Regions from separate parts of the Ovis aries genome. Here region 1 is linked to region 2. Evidence: chromatin contacts called from public Hi-C data. All regions are on one chromosome and are shown on one strand. Each heading gives the region's core, a stretch centred on a gene start, on an enhancer-like site or on the middle of the called end of the contact. The rest is flanking DNA. Distances are from core to core; before and after follow the strand shown.

The links. Hi-C and Micro-C count contacts between places; a contact is called where the count stands out from the background.
Region 1: a Hi-C map of muscle shows a contact between it and region 2, with 6 times the contacts expected there. The contact joins the promoter of FARP2 here to the enhancer-like site in region 2. A contact is called at or near these places in 6 of 16 Hi-C or Micro-C datasets (blood, hypothalamus, mixed tissues and 3 more).

Annotation. Positions count from the first base shown.
Region 1 is chr1:476,138-483,114 of ARS-UI_Ramb_v3.0, forward strand. FARP2 (FERM, ARH/RhoGEF and pleckstrin domain protein 2) reads right to left here and starts at 1,753. Exons shown (of 27, transcript XM_042239310.1): 1 at 1,684-1,753. LOC121817693 reads left to right here and starts at 1,997. Exons shown (of 1, transcript XM_042239140.2): 1 at 1,997-6,580. The coding sequence starts at 6,200. The coding sequence ends at 6,580. SEPTIN2 (septin 2) reads right to left here. Exons shown (of 13, transcript XM_042239362.1): 13 at 3,166-4,921.
Region 2 is chr1:414,502-421,267 of ARS-UI_Ramb_v3.0, forward strand. FARP2 (FERM, ARH/RhoGEF and pleckstrin domain protein 2) reads right to left here. Exons shown (of 27, transcript XM_042239310.1): 8 at 2,743-2,890. Among named protein-coding and RNA genes, the nearest start is that of STK25, 51 kb to the left of the region's middle. Within about 2 kb of position 2,335, at least 28 of the 54 cell types and tissues checked have an H3K27ac peak or open chromatin away from gene starts, as enhancers often do.

The sequences.
Region 1 (6,977 bases), core at 503-3,002, 61 kb after region 2:
AGTGCTCACTGAGGCTCAGCAACAAAGCAGGAGTCCTGGCCCAGGAAGCGGGTCCAGGCGTGATCCGGCACCGGCCACCCACTCTGCTTCCAACTGGGGCCAGGGCCTGGCCACATCATCTCTGCAGATTTTGAGACAACTTAACTGCAGCCATGAAGTTAAGCCGTGTGCTCCTTGGAAGGAAAGCTATGACCAACCTAGACAGCATGTTAAAAAGCAGAGACATCACTTTGCTGACAAAGACCTGCAAAGTCAAAGCTATGGTTTTACAGTAGTCATGTATGGATGTGAGAGATGGACCATAAAGAAGGCTGAGCGCTGAAGAACTGATGCTTCCAACTATGGTGTTGGAGAAGACTCTTGAGAGTCCCTTGGACTAAAAGGAGATCAAACCAGTCAATCCTAAAGGAAATGAACCCTGAATATTCATTGGACTGATGCTGAAGCTCCAATACTTTGGCCACCTGATGTGAGGAACTGACTCATTGGAAAGACTGAGGGAGAGGAGGAGAAGGGGGTGAGAGGAAGAGATGGTTGGATGACAACGGTCCCTCAGTGGACATAAGTTTGAGCAAACTCCAGGAGACAGTGGAGGATAGAGGAGCCTGGTGTGCCACAGTCCATGGGGTTGCAAAGACATGACAGTCAGAGAGAGTGAACAACAAAACAAAATACAAACACCAGGTGTGAAGTGCTTCATAACCCCTCACGGAGAGTTACGTCTTGTGGTGTAAGGAACTCAGGACTTTCAAAGGGCCGCAGATACAGATGAACATCAGATCTGCCTGCAAGCAAAGGCCACTCCACGCCTGCCCAGCTCCCAGGTGCGCCGCTGGCCCTGCACACCACCCACCAGCCCTCTGGCGCCGTGCCACGGCCATCACGCTCTCCAGAGTGCCCCGCCCAAAGCTCCGCACAGAGACAGCAAAGGCGCACGGAAAAGCCACCCTGAGATGTACCTCTTCCCTTCACTGTGGGCTCGGGCTATTTCCTTCAGTGCACCTCCCGGGAATCTGTTTTCTCGGCAATTACGACCGACCAGCACGCGGAAGGCCTCCGGAGGCCGTGGCCACCAGGGTAGGTGTGGACCCCGGCCTGAGCGATCGCTAGGCATGGTCAGGTCCCAGCTATCAGGGCGGGCTCTGGAAGGCTCTCACTGCCTGAGGAGCCTTTCCAGGTTTCCCGGAGTAAAAGCATTAACACCTAATACCAGCCTTAAGACCATTTAAGGAAAGGCCAAAAAGGGCATGGCCGCAAGTCGCCCGAGCTTCCACTTGCGGTTCTGCCCAGGCCTCACGAGGGGCCCCCACGCCCACCCGGGGCCCCCACGCGGAGCCCCCACGCCCACCCGGGGCCCCCACGCGGGGTCCTCTCGCGCACCCCGGGGCCCCCACGCGGGGTCCTCTCGCACACCCCGGGGCCCCCACGCGGGGTCCTCACGCGTACCCCGGGGCCCCCACGCGTACCCCGGGGCCCCCAGCGGGCAGGCTCCCCAAACAGCGCCCTCCTCACACGCGGCCCGCCGCCCGAAGGCCTTCCCAGGCCAGGAGCAGACTTCTCTGGCCGCTCGCTGTCCGGAGGCGCCCGCCCTGCCTCAGGCTTCGGCCTGCGGCCTCCGCCGCCCGCCCCCGAGGCGTGCCCTGGCCCCCGCTCGCCCGCTGCCGCGCGGCCCCGCGCCCTCACCGGCTGTCCGACCCGAGCTGTCGCCCGCAGCGGCCTCCGAGTCCGCGCCGGCTCCGCCCGGCTCCCTACTGCCCGCGGGCCGCCCCCGCGCCCCGCGCCCCTTCCCCGCCCCGCCCAGGGCCCCGCCCTCGCCCCGCGGATGCGCCGCCGATTGGTCTGACGGCTCCTGGGGCGGGGCCTCCGCGGCCGCAGCCTGGAAGCGCGGCACAGAGCTCCGATTGGTGGATTTGTAGGGCGAGAAGGCACGCGCAGAGTCGGATGTAATTCGGCCAGCTCGGCTCGCGGAGCCGCGGGCGGTTCTGGGCGCGGCGTCGGCTCAGGGGGCGGGGCGGCAGATCCGTGCTTGGGGCATGGTTACGGCTCGGGAGGGGCGGGGCGTCGGCACGGGGGGCGGGGCGCGACTCCGGCCCAGATCTGTCTGCAGCCTCGTTCTGCCCTGGGCCGTGGCCGCCTGCGTCCCTGTTACCAGGTCCTCTTCTCCTGGGGCTACCCGGGTGGGCCTAGGGGCGCCGAGGGCCAGGCGAAGGTGTGCTGTAGAGGAAACGGGCCGTGCTGGGCGCCCAGCGGCCCCCTAGCTTTCGCGGTCCCCCACCGGGGAATGGAAACGTGGCACCATCTCCGGAGCGCCCAGGCCCACGATTTGCGGGAGCACACGCCCCTTCTTCGAGCAGTTGAGTGAGCTCCTGTGCATTCTTGGAGATCCGGCTCAACTTGCCCCGGTCCTGCCCCCGCCGCGGTCCCCGCGGGCAGGCCAGGAGCGCCCCCGCGCGGCTATCTAGGAAGTAAGTCCCGAACCATCCTGGAGAATCCTGGTTGGTTGGCCTCCGGGCACATCTCACACAAGGAGGAGTATCTGCTTTCCGCGGGGCTGCCTCGGAAGGGCACTCTTGCCTCCGTTGTTTCCGCCGGGTTTTTTCTCTAACCGGCCCTCAGCGCAGAACCCCGCACCCGTCCCCTCCGAGGCACAGAACCCCGACAGGAGCACACTGCCAGGGAGGCCACGCAGGGAGACCCTGGTCAGAGCGGCGGGGGACCCAGTAGAGGCTGCAGAGCATAAGCCGGAACACCGAGGGAGGGACGGGCCTGGAGAGAACTACAGAAGAAAAGGGGCCCAGGCGGTCCTGGGCGGAGGGGCCAGGGGTCCGGATGCCACCCCCAGATCAGGTTTCCAGCATTCCTCCTGGTCAGTGGCTGTCCCTACCGTGAATGAGACCTTGCTTCTGTCACGTTTTCTACCCGGAGGGCAGACATCGAGCTCTCATTAGAGCTCCTTTTTATCAGTTCCCCTGTAAATCCTTTCTTTCCAGGCTTCGTGGCTCCTCCTTTCCAGCTGGGATCACCAGTACAGAGCTGTTCTGTACTGATGTTCATGCGAATACTTCCTCCCCATTTTTTATACACAGGAAATGCAGAACTTTCTCTGAGTGTTTCTGAGATCTTACACCTTTACCTTGTAAAGAGCAAAGAATATCTCACTTAATATCTAAACAATAGTGCTTTATTGGTGAAAGGTTAGTTTCAGCGGATACAAAATTGCTGTGTAAAATAAGTTTTCAAAATACATTTTTATAGGTAAAGTTTTATCTCTTAGTAACTAAAGAGCAATTATCTATTAGCAAAAGTATTTAGATTGGAGCAGCAAAACAGAAGGGAATTTGAAAGTGTAGGTCCACCCACACCCACGCATCCATTAGGTGGCAGCTGGCACTGGACTTACTGGGCTTATACCGTCTACCACTTTGAAGTACTGCCACCCCACCCCCTTTTAAAAAACAGCTTTTACTAGCGTAGCTGATAAATGCCAAAATGGAACACTTCTTGGTAAATAAAACCTGTACACTGCACCCAAACCTACAGCTCTTGACCGCTCCCAGGCAGGCAGCAGCGAAGGGCAGTCGGGAGAACACCAGACGGCCTTCGCTGCGCAGCGCACCTGGCTAATGCTGCCACCATCTCCCTTCCTTCCTGGGCGGCCTCGGCCCTGCAGCGCAGCGCTTCTCCACGTCAGCCCCTGTGCTCCAGTGGGATGAGAACGCTGAGCCAGCAGCCACTCCCTCCAGTCTCCTTCCATGTGGCACTTCTGGGGACCGATCAACCGCGGGGCAAGGAACCGGCCGGTGCGGCACCCACGGTGGCGCCGCCAGCCAGCCCACAGGGCAAGTCTGAGAGCGCCTTCACTCTCAAGCCACCTGTGGACAAGTCTGTGCTAACACGTCAGGAAGGAAACCACGGCGGCTGAAAACAGATGGGACAGGCCACACACGGCTATCTGCCTGAACACCGTTGAGAGTGGGATTAGTCCAAGTGAAGCCAAACCAGAACTGCGCTGGGAACCGTGGCGGCGCTGCCCAGACGCAGCTTCCACACCGCAGTCACAGGAAACACGCCAAGCCTGCCACAACGGCAGGCTTCTGCACAGACCAACTGCTAACTCCCCGTAAGAAGTTATGCTTGAATCTAGTTGAGTACAGAGCTCACCGACTCTCACCACATAGGCCGGGGTCTCAGCCGTGACGTGGAAACGGTCGCTCGAGGGCTTTCGTGGCAAACTCTATAGAACGTGGCTTGTGCTGAGTCCTCTGCACAGTGGTTTAAAAAATGGCCTCACAATTCAAAGACTTGTTTAAAAACTCACCCCTAACAGCCTGCTTGTAAAAAAGCTATTTAAGTATAAACATGTATCCAATTAGATACCTTTTCATTTGGTAAACAGATAACGTGCAGATGTATTAACAGCGTGAAGCTATAGCAGCAGAACTGGTTTTGGACGTTGTGGTTGAACGAAAGTAAAGGCAGGGAGCAGGCGCCGCAGCCCGGGGAGAGGCGGCCCGGCACCCAGGCAGCTCATCCTTCTGTGTTCATGTCTCTGCCGCACAGGAACGTTCTCGGAAATCTGAACGTTCTATAAGTAAATCTCGATTAGTCGGTTAGGCCAGTCAGACAAAATTCCCCTATTAACTATACGTGCTGACTGGTTCCTGGGAATCAGTTCTAGCGTTAGTGGTTACTTAAAGTGGAAGAATAAGGAAAATGGACAGTTCACTTCACAGAATATAAAGTATAACGTAACAACGAAATGCAAATGTTAAGGTACTGCATACAAAATAACATTGGAAGTTCTAAAAAAAATTAAATTCTTAGGCACAGGTACTGTGAAATGTGGACAGGCACCCCCCCAACAGTCTTGAAAACACGCAGCTGTGTTACTCATCGGAATAGTTATCTTGAAAAGTGTTTCCTGGAAAGACAAAACACAAGACATTCATGTGGGAGTGAGGCCCTGCCCACTACTCAGACCACAACCAGCAGGATTTTTCTGTGTAGGAACAAAAGGGCAAAGGTTGAGCAGACAGTGGGCCCCAAGGACCACAGTGTCTACTAAAGGCAAAACCTCATTAACAAAGTTCTTGAAAACTGGGATGAAACGTACGCAGAAATGTATTGGTTTTATGTACCCAAAGTGGAATTCTCATAATTCCGTAAAGCTTCAGAAAGAGGAGCGGCAGGACAGAGAAGTGAGCCAACAGCCATGGCTCCCTCCCGCCCCAGGGCAGCCCTGGCGCTCCGGGGCCCCTCTCCCTCCCACCGCCTCCCGGCAGGCGCACACCTGCCCAGGGAGCACCGCCCCCAGCGTCGGAAGGTCCACCAGCTGCCAAGGGTGAGACCACAGCGCCAGCGTCCTCCCTGCTGAAGCGGGGCCTCCACACCCACTCAGAGAGGCCCCTGGGACCTTCCCAAGGTTCCAACACGACGACCAAGGAGAAGCAGTCACCCCTGACCGGGGTGGGTCCCCTGGATGCTCCCTCTAGAAGTGCGTGCTTGTACCTCCTGCCTCCTTGTGTCTTTCTGTGCAGCGATTTCACAACTAAAACCTCTCCCAATAAGCCACCAAGGGAAAGGGCTTTATTTGGTGACCAGCACCCCCAACCTGGCCCTGCCCAGGTCCTTCATCAGCTGTGTGTCGTGGAGACCTCTGACAGGTGCCCAACCTCAGGGCCCCTCACCTTCTGTCTCACGAGTCCTGCAATGTGGTAGCTCAGCCTGCAACTGCTCACGTCGTCACAGTACGTAAGTGACGCTGCTACAGTCCCAGGCCCCTTAACCACACTGGAGACCCTCTGCCCAAATCCTGGCTTCTCCCCAGACCTGGGCTGGCGCACACTGTCTCGCCCCGGGCAGCTCCTCCAGGAAGTGGGCCGGACTCCACCCAAACCCCACTCCTCCTCCGGGCTCTGACTTTACCTTCTGCTCCCTCCTCTTGGAGCTAGTTAGCCACTGCCTGGACAGCTCTAAGCGTCCCCTGTCCAAGGGGCAGGGAGAGGGCACTGCGGAGAGGCCGCACAGCCCGGCTAGACCCCCGGAGCCACGGAGGACGAGCGGTCAGGGCGGAGCTGCGGTGAGGGGCCAGGCCGGCAGCCTCCCTCGAGGGGATCCCTCAGCCCACCTCTACTTCTGCTCTGCCTGAGCTGTGCCAATTGCATGAAGTCCCCTCTGGCTCCTTCTTCCACTACCCTACATGCGGTTGGGTTTGCTCCTCACCATGTCTTCTCATAAGACTTTTAGGATCAAGAGATTTCTGGCCAAGAAACAAGAGCAGAGTCGTCCCATTCCTCAACAGATTCGAGTGAAAACTGCTAATAAACCCGGGTACCCCTCCGAGAGCAGATCCTGGAGGAGAGCCAAGCTGGGTCTGTCAGGGCCTCACACGGGAGCTGCAAACTGCGCTGCCACGCCTCCCGGCCCCAGCAGCAAGCGCGCCACTGCCGCCCAGCGGCTCACAGGAGGGGGGTGCTTGGCTCCCGGTGCTTCCTGCTTTCTCACTAGTGGTCCATGCGGCTTAGCAAGAAACACGGGAAAGCTTTCACTGGAAAAAATTCTCTTTGTAAAGATACTTTGAGCCTTAATAAATTTCAAATTGTATGACCAACAAAAGCTACTTTAGTATACAATTTTCTCCTACTGTTGAAATATTAAATCTCTAAAGTAGGAGTCTGGAGAGTTCTCGGGGGTGAATCCACCGCTACCGGGAAGGTGAGACCCAGCTCCTCGGGGACAGAAGCTCTGCACTCGTTTCAGGCCTCACCCTGTAGGTCTTGTCATCTGTATACTGAATTTTACCCTTAATAAATGTGATCTAGGAAGTCGGACATTTTCCTGTAGGGGTGTGGGTGGCGTGGGAACCTTTAACCTCTTGCCAGTCCGTCTGAGGGCAGTTGACAACCTCAACTTGTGACTGGCATCTAAAGTGGGGGCAGACTGGTGCTCAGTCTGGGATTGAGCCCCATGCTGCGGGG
Region 2 (6,766 bases), core at 1,085-3,584:
CCTGGGTTGGGAAGGTCCCCGGGAAGAGGGCAGGGCAGCCCACTGCAGCACTCTTGCCTGGAGAGCCCCATGGGCAGAGGGGCCGGGGGGCTACAGTCCATGGGGTCGTGAGGAGCCAGACGTGCTGGCAGCGGCCCAGCGCTCATTGTGCACCTGTGTGCGCCGTGTGCCTGTGCGTGTGCACGTCCCGCTTGTGTGTGTGTGTCTGTGTATATGCGGTCTGCACGGTGTGTCACTGTGTATGTGTCTCTGTGTGTGTGTGTGTGTGTGTGTGTGTGTCTGTGGGTGTTTGTAACTGAGTCTCTGTGTGGATGTGGTCTGTTTCTGTATATATGTATCTCTGTACACGTGTGTGTCTCTGTGGCTGTGTGTGTATGTGTATCAGTATGTATGTGTGTGTATATGTGGTTTGTATGTCTGTGTTTGTGTCTGTGTATCTATGTATCTGTGTGTGTGTGTATATGTGGTCTCTGTGTGTGTACATGTGGTCTCCGTGTATATGTGTCTCTGTGTATATGTGTCTCTGTGTGTGGATGTGGTCTGTTTCTGTATATATGTATCTCTGTACACGTGTGTGTCTCTGTGTCTGTGTGTGTCTGTGTATCAGTATGTATGTGTGAGTACATGTGGTTTCTTTGTGTCTATGTATCTGTGTGTGTGTGTACATGTGGTCTGTGTGTACATGTGGTCTGTGTGTATATGTGGTCTGTGTGTATATGCGGTCTCTGTGTGTATATGCGGTCTCTGTGTGTATATGTGGTCTCTGTGTGTATATGTGGTCTCTGTGTATCTGTGGTCTGTGTGTATATGTGGTCTCTGTGTGTATATGTGGTCTCTGTGTGTATATGTGGTCTCTGTGTATATGTGGTCTCTGTCTGTGGATGTGGTCTGTGTGTATATGTGGTCTCTGTGTATATGTGGTCTGTGTGTATATGTGGTCTCTGTGTATCTGTGGTCTCTGTGTATATGTGGTCTCTGTGTATATGTGGTCTGTGTGTATATGTGGTCTCTGTGTATGTGTCTCTGTCTGTGGATGTGGTCTGTGTGTATATTTATGGGTCAGTGTGCGTATATGTGTTCTGTGTCTGTGTCTGTGTGCTGCTATTTGTATATGTGATCTGTGTGTGTGTGAGTGTGTGTGTGGAGGGGCAGGGAGTGAGAACACGGGCCTGGGGGGAACTCGTGTGACGAGCACGTGGGACTCTACGTGCTCGTCTGATTCTCCGTGTTTTCAGATCGTCTGCGATGAGTCTTTGAAGAGGAGGCTCTGAGGGCTGGCCGGCAGCTCCCAGGGCTGGAGTGGGGACCCCGGGGTCAGAAGCCCACTTGCAGGCACTGCCCTCCACCTCCAAGGGGAGGCCCCCGCCCGGGGTGGGGCGGCCGCTCTAACTGTCTTGCCTCCGGCCCCGCCCCGGCGCCCATTCCCCTCGCCTTCCGAGCTCCCAGCTCCGCTGACAGCCCTTGCCCTCCGTGGGCTCCCTTCCATTCTTGGTTCTCACTGATGTCAAGTTTAAAAGATTCCTTCACTGTTATTCCAGTGGGGATTCTGAGGGAGTGGAAATGGATTCAGTCTGCCGCCTTTAACCCAACGTCTCTAATCCTTTGCTTTTGCAATTTCTTCTGGACATAGATGGCTTGCGCTTTTCTGGAAGAATGACAGCCTCGATTCAGGGCTGCGCTTTTCTGGAAGAATGACAGCCTCGATTCAGGGCTGCGCGTGCCCGTGTGCCGGGCAGGGGCCGCCGGCAGAGGGCGTGCGAGTGGGGCCTGGGCACGGCGGGGCCGGGGCTCAGGAGGAGGCCACACCGCTGACGCTCTAAGTGCAAGCCTGGCATTCTTTCCGACAGGAAACTGAAATTTGATGCCTGATTTTAAAAGAGAAAGGAAGAGAAAGGAAGAGAAGGCGAAACTAAGCGTTCTTGGCTGGGGAGGCTGGGCTCAGACCGGCTGTCTCAGGGGCTGCGTGAAGCCCGTCGCGGAGGGAGGCGCTGCAGCGGGAGGCCTCGTTCCCGAGGTGCCGAGGTCCTGGGCGGGACCCGCGCCAGGGAGGGCCCCGGAGCCCGGGCGGCCCCGCGCCAGGGAGGGCCCCGGAGCCCGGGCGGCCCCGCGCCAGGGAGGGCCCCGGAGCCCAGGCGGCCCCGCGCCAGGGAGGGCCCCGGAGCCCAGGCGGCCCCGCGCCAGCGAGGGCCCCGGAGCCCAGGCGGCCCCGCGCCAGGGAGGGCCCCGGAGCCCAGGCGGCCCCGCGCCAGGGAGGGCCCCGGAGCCCAGGCGGGCGCCCGCGGCTGCTTCCGGGTGCTTCACACCACCAGACCCAGCACGCAGATACGTCACCAGAAACACTGCTCGGGGCCCTTCACGTATCTCCTCCCTCGCGCACATCCAGCGGGTGCAGACGGCCCCAGGACCACGGGCGCGGCCCCCGAGGCTCTCCAGGTGGCTCGGGCTCCTGCACTCAGTGGGACTGTGGCCGGCGGCGGAGACCCCACGCGCAGCAGCCCCCCACCCCCGGGGCAGACGCCGCCCTGCAGGGTGCTCTGAGCCCCCGGGTGAGGTTCCGGGGGACGACCTTCCAAACAGCATTAGAAGGAAGAGTGGGCTCCGGGACAGAGTCCAGGGCTAGGAAACGACCTCTCTAAGGGGGACAGGCGGGACCACACAGTCCAAATGCTCCGCCTCCCAGTGTGAGGTGACTCGGCGACAAAGACTCGCCAGCGCACGAAAGGAGGGCACCCCGCCACCTACCTGGAACACCAGGATGCCCGTGTGTGAAACGGCCAGCTTGATCTTGGCCCCCTCCCGGTCAGAAGCCGAGTGAAATCTGATGCCGTACATGTCCAGCTTCCGGGCAATTTCCAGCACCTGGAAGTCTGACTCAGCCGGCGTCTGGCCCCTGCAATGAAAGACAGCAAGTTCACAGCGCTCCTGAGAGCAGAAACTCAGACAGAGAGACCAGAAAACAGAGCGGACACACAGGCAGCACAGGGGCTCCAGTCTTCAGGGGGGCGGCCACGCCCTACAGATGTGTACCCACAACGAAGAACGCTGCACAGAGGCCACAGAAGCTGGCCCCTTCCTTCCGGTCGGTACTCCCCAGGGGGCAGATACTTTCTTTGCACTCCTGAGATGCTCAGCCTTATGATTTTATCTTCATACAGACAAACTGATGTCCAAACATTACAGGCAGAGACGAATACTAAAGACGGGACACACCACGTATTTAATGGTATTTAATGGTATCTCAGTACGTCAAGGCTGTATATTGTCACCCTGCTTATTTAACTTCTGTGCAGAGTACATCATGAGAAACACTGGACTGGAAGAAACACAAGCTGGAATCAAGATTGCCGGGAGAAATTTCAGTAACCTCAGATATGCAGATGACACCACCCTTATGGCAGAAAGTGAAAAGGAGCTAAAAAGCCTCTTGATGAAAGTCAAAGAGGAGAGTGAAAAAGTTGGCTTAAAGCTCAACATTCAGAAAATGAAGATCATGGCATCCGGTCCCATCACTTCATGGGAAATAGATGCAGAAACAGTGTCAGACTTTATTTTTGGGGGCTCCAAAATCACTGCAGATGGTGACTGCAGCCATGAAATTAAAAGACGCTTACTCCTTGGAAGAAACATTATGACCAACCTAGACAGCATAGTCAAAAGCAGAGACATTACTTTGCCGACTAAGGTCCATCTAGTCAAGGCTATGGTTTTTCCAGTGGTCATGTATGGATGTGAGAGCTGGACTGTGCAGGAGGCTGAGCGCCGAAGAATGGATGCTTTTGAACTGTGGTGTTGGAGAAGACTCTTGAGAGTCCCTTGGACTGCAAGGAGATCCAACAAGTCCATTCTGAAGGAGGTCAGCCCTGGGATTTCTTTGGAAGGAATGATACTAAAGCTGAAACTCCAGTACTTTGGCCACCTCACGCGAAGAGTTGACTCACTGGACAAAACTATGATGCTGGGAGGGACTAGGGGCAGGAAAAGGGGACGACAGAGGATGAGATGGCTGGATGGCATCACGGACTCGATGGACGTTAGTCTGAGTGAACTCCAGGAGGTGGTGATGGACAGGGAGGCCTGGTGTGCTGCAATTCATGGGGTCGCAAAGAGTCGGACACGACTGAACAACTGGACTGAACTGAACTGAACTGAACTGAATGGTATCTAACGGACGTCCCTGGTGGCTCAAGTGGTTAAGCGTCTATCTATAATGTGGGAGACCTGGGTTCGATCCTTGGGTCAGAAAGATCCCCTGGAGAAGGAAATGGCAACCCAGTACTATTGCCTGGAAAATCCCATGGACAGAGGAGCCTGGTAGGCTACAGTCCATGGGGTCGGAAAGAGTCGGACATAACTGAGCAACTTCACTTTCATTAAACCCACTTCAAAACTTTAAAAGGTACAATGCTAATCATTAGAATATACCTTTATAAAAATTAAATTATGCAAATGAACAAAAATAGAATCACCAAAACAAATGGCGTTATCCTTGCCTGGCACACAGTCCGCAGACAGTGAGCAGCTCCAGGGCAGGGCGCTCAGGACGCCCAAAGCCTCCACGAGCAACTTCCATAAACAGCTCGTTTTCCTTCTTGCTTCTGAAAGCCTGAGTTTTGGGATCTTTTAGGAATAACACGACTGCTTGGCTTACGCCATTCTTGGAATTTCCATCCTTTGACTAAAATGTGTGTCCTCTGAAGCTGACCAGACACTTATCAGCTGACACTCTAATAAGCCCTCAGCAAGGCGATGGCCCCGCTGCATGCAAGCGTCTTCTTCGCCTGCTCATCTCCTGGTGGACACTGTTTTCTGGGCATCGCAAGGAGTGCAGCTGTGAGCACGGGGCTGCACGCATCTTGTCCAGTCAGGGTTTCTGTTTTCTTTCGATAAACACCCAGGAGTGGAAATTTTCATTTAATGTTAGATTTTTAAAATTGGAGCTGGTTTACAGTGCTGTGTTAGCTTTTGGCACAGAGCACAGTGAATCTGATGCATATGCGTATGTCTCCTCTTTTCTGGACTCTTCTCCCGTGGAGGCCATCACAGAACTGGGTCTGTTTTTGGTTTCTTGAAGCGCCTCCAGTCTGTCTTCCACGGCTGCCGCACCGATGTGCACTCTCACCAACAGCGCACAAGGGCTGCCGCGGCTCCACAGCCTCCCCAGCACTTACTCCTGTCCTTTTAGAAAAGGACATATAGCTGAGGCACAATATTAGGTGAGCCACAGGTGTGTCACAGGGTTCATCACTTTTAAGGTTACATAATCCATTTATAGTTGTTATAAATACCGGCTATATGTTTAGAAATCAGTGAACTGAAATGAGCCAGAATGGGTGAATTTAATTCAGATGACCATTATATCTACTAGAGTGGGCAAAAACCTTTCAGAAGAAATGGAGCAGCCCTCATAGTCAACAACAGTCCAAAATGCAGTACTTGGGTACAATCTCAAAAACGACAGAATGATCTGTTTGTTTTCAAGGCAAACCATTCAATATTACAGTAATCTAAGGCTATGCCCCAACCGCTAATGCCAAAGAAGCTGAAATTGAATGGTCTGAAAGTGAAGAGGAGCTAAGAAGCCTCCTGATGAAAGTGAAAGAGGAGAGTGAAAAAGTTGGCTTAAAGCTCAACATTCAGAAAACTAAGATCATGGCAAATAGATGGGGAAACAATGGAAACAGTGTCAGACTTTATTTTGGGGGGCTCCAACATCACTGCAGATGGTGACTGCAGCCATGAAATTAAAAGACGCTTACTCCTTGGAAGAAAGGTTATGACCAACCTAGATAGCATATTCAAAAGCAGAGACATTACTTTGCTGACTAAGGTCCATATAGTCAAGGCTATGGTTTTTCCAGTGATCATGTATGGATGTGAGAGCTGGACTGTGAAGGAGGCTGAGCGCTGAAGAATGGATGCTTTTGAACTGTGGTGTTGGAGAAGACTCTTGAGAGTCCCTTGGACTGCAAGGAGATCCAACCAGTCCATTCTAAAGGAGATCAGCCCTGGGATTTCTTTGGAAGGACTGATGCTAAAGCTGAAACTCCAGTACTTTGGCCACCTCATGCGAAGAGTTGACTCACTGGAAAAGACTCTGATGTTGGGAGGGATTGGGGGCAGGAGGAGAAGGGGACGACCGAGGACGAGATGGCTGGATGGCATCACGGACTCAATGGACGTGAGTCTGAGCGAACTCTGGAAGTTGGTGATGGACAGGGAGACCTGGTGTGCTGCGATTCATGGGGTCGCAGAGAGTTGGACATGACTGAGCGACTGAACTGAACTGATAAAGACCTGCAAGACCTTCTAGAACTAACACCAAAAAATCATGTCCTTTTCATCATAGGGGACTGGAATGCAAAAGTAGGAAGTCAAGAAATACCTGGAGTAAAAGTCAGATTTGGCCTTGGAGTATAGAATGAAGCAGGGCAAAGGCTAACAGTTTTGCCAAGAAAACACACTGGTCATAGCAAACACCCTCTTCCAACAACACAAAAGATGACTCTACACATGGAAATCACCAGATGGCGAATACTGAAATCAGTTTGATTATATTCTTTGCAGCTGAAGATGGAGAAGCTCTATACAGTCAGCAAGAACAAGACCAGGAGCTGACTGTGACTCAGATCATGAACTCCTTATTGCCAAATTCAAACTTAAATTGAAGAAAGCAGGGAAAATCACTAGACCATTCAGGTATGACCTAAATCAAACTCCTTACGATTATACAGTGGAAGTGAGAAATAGATTCAAGGGCCTAGATCTG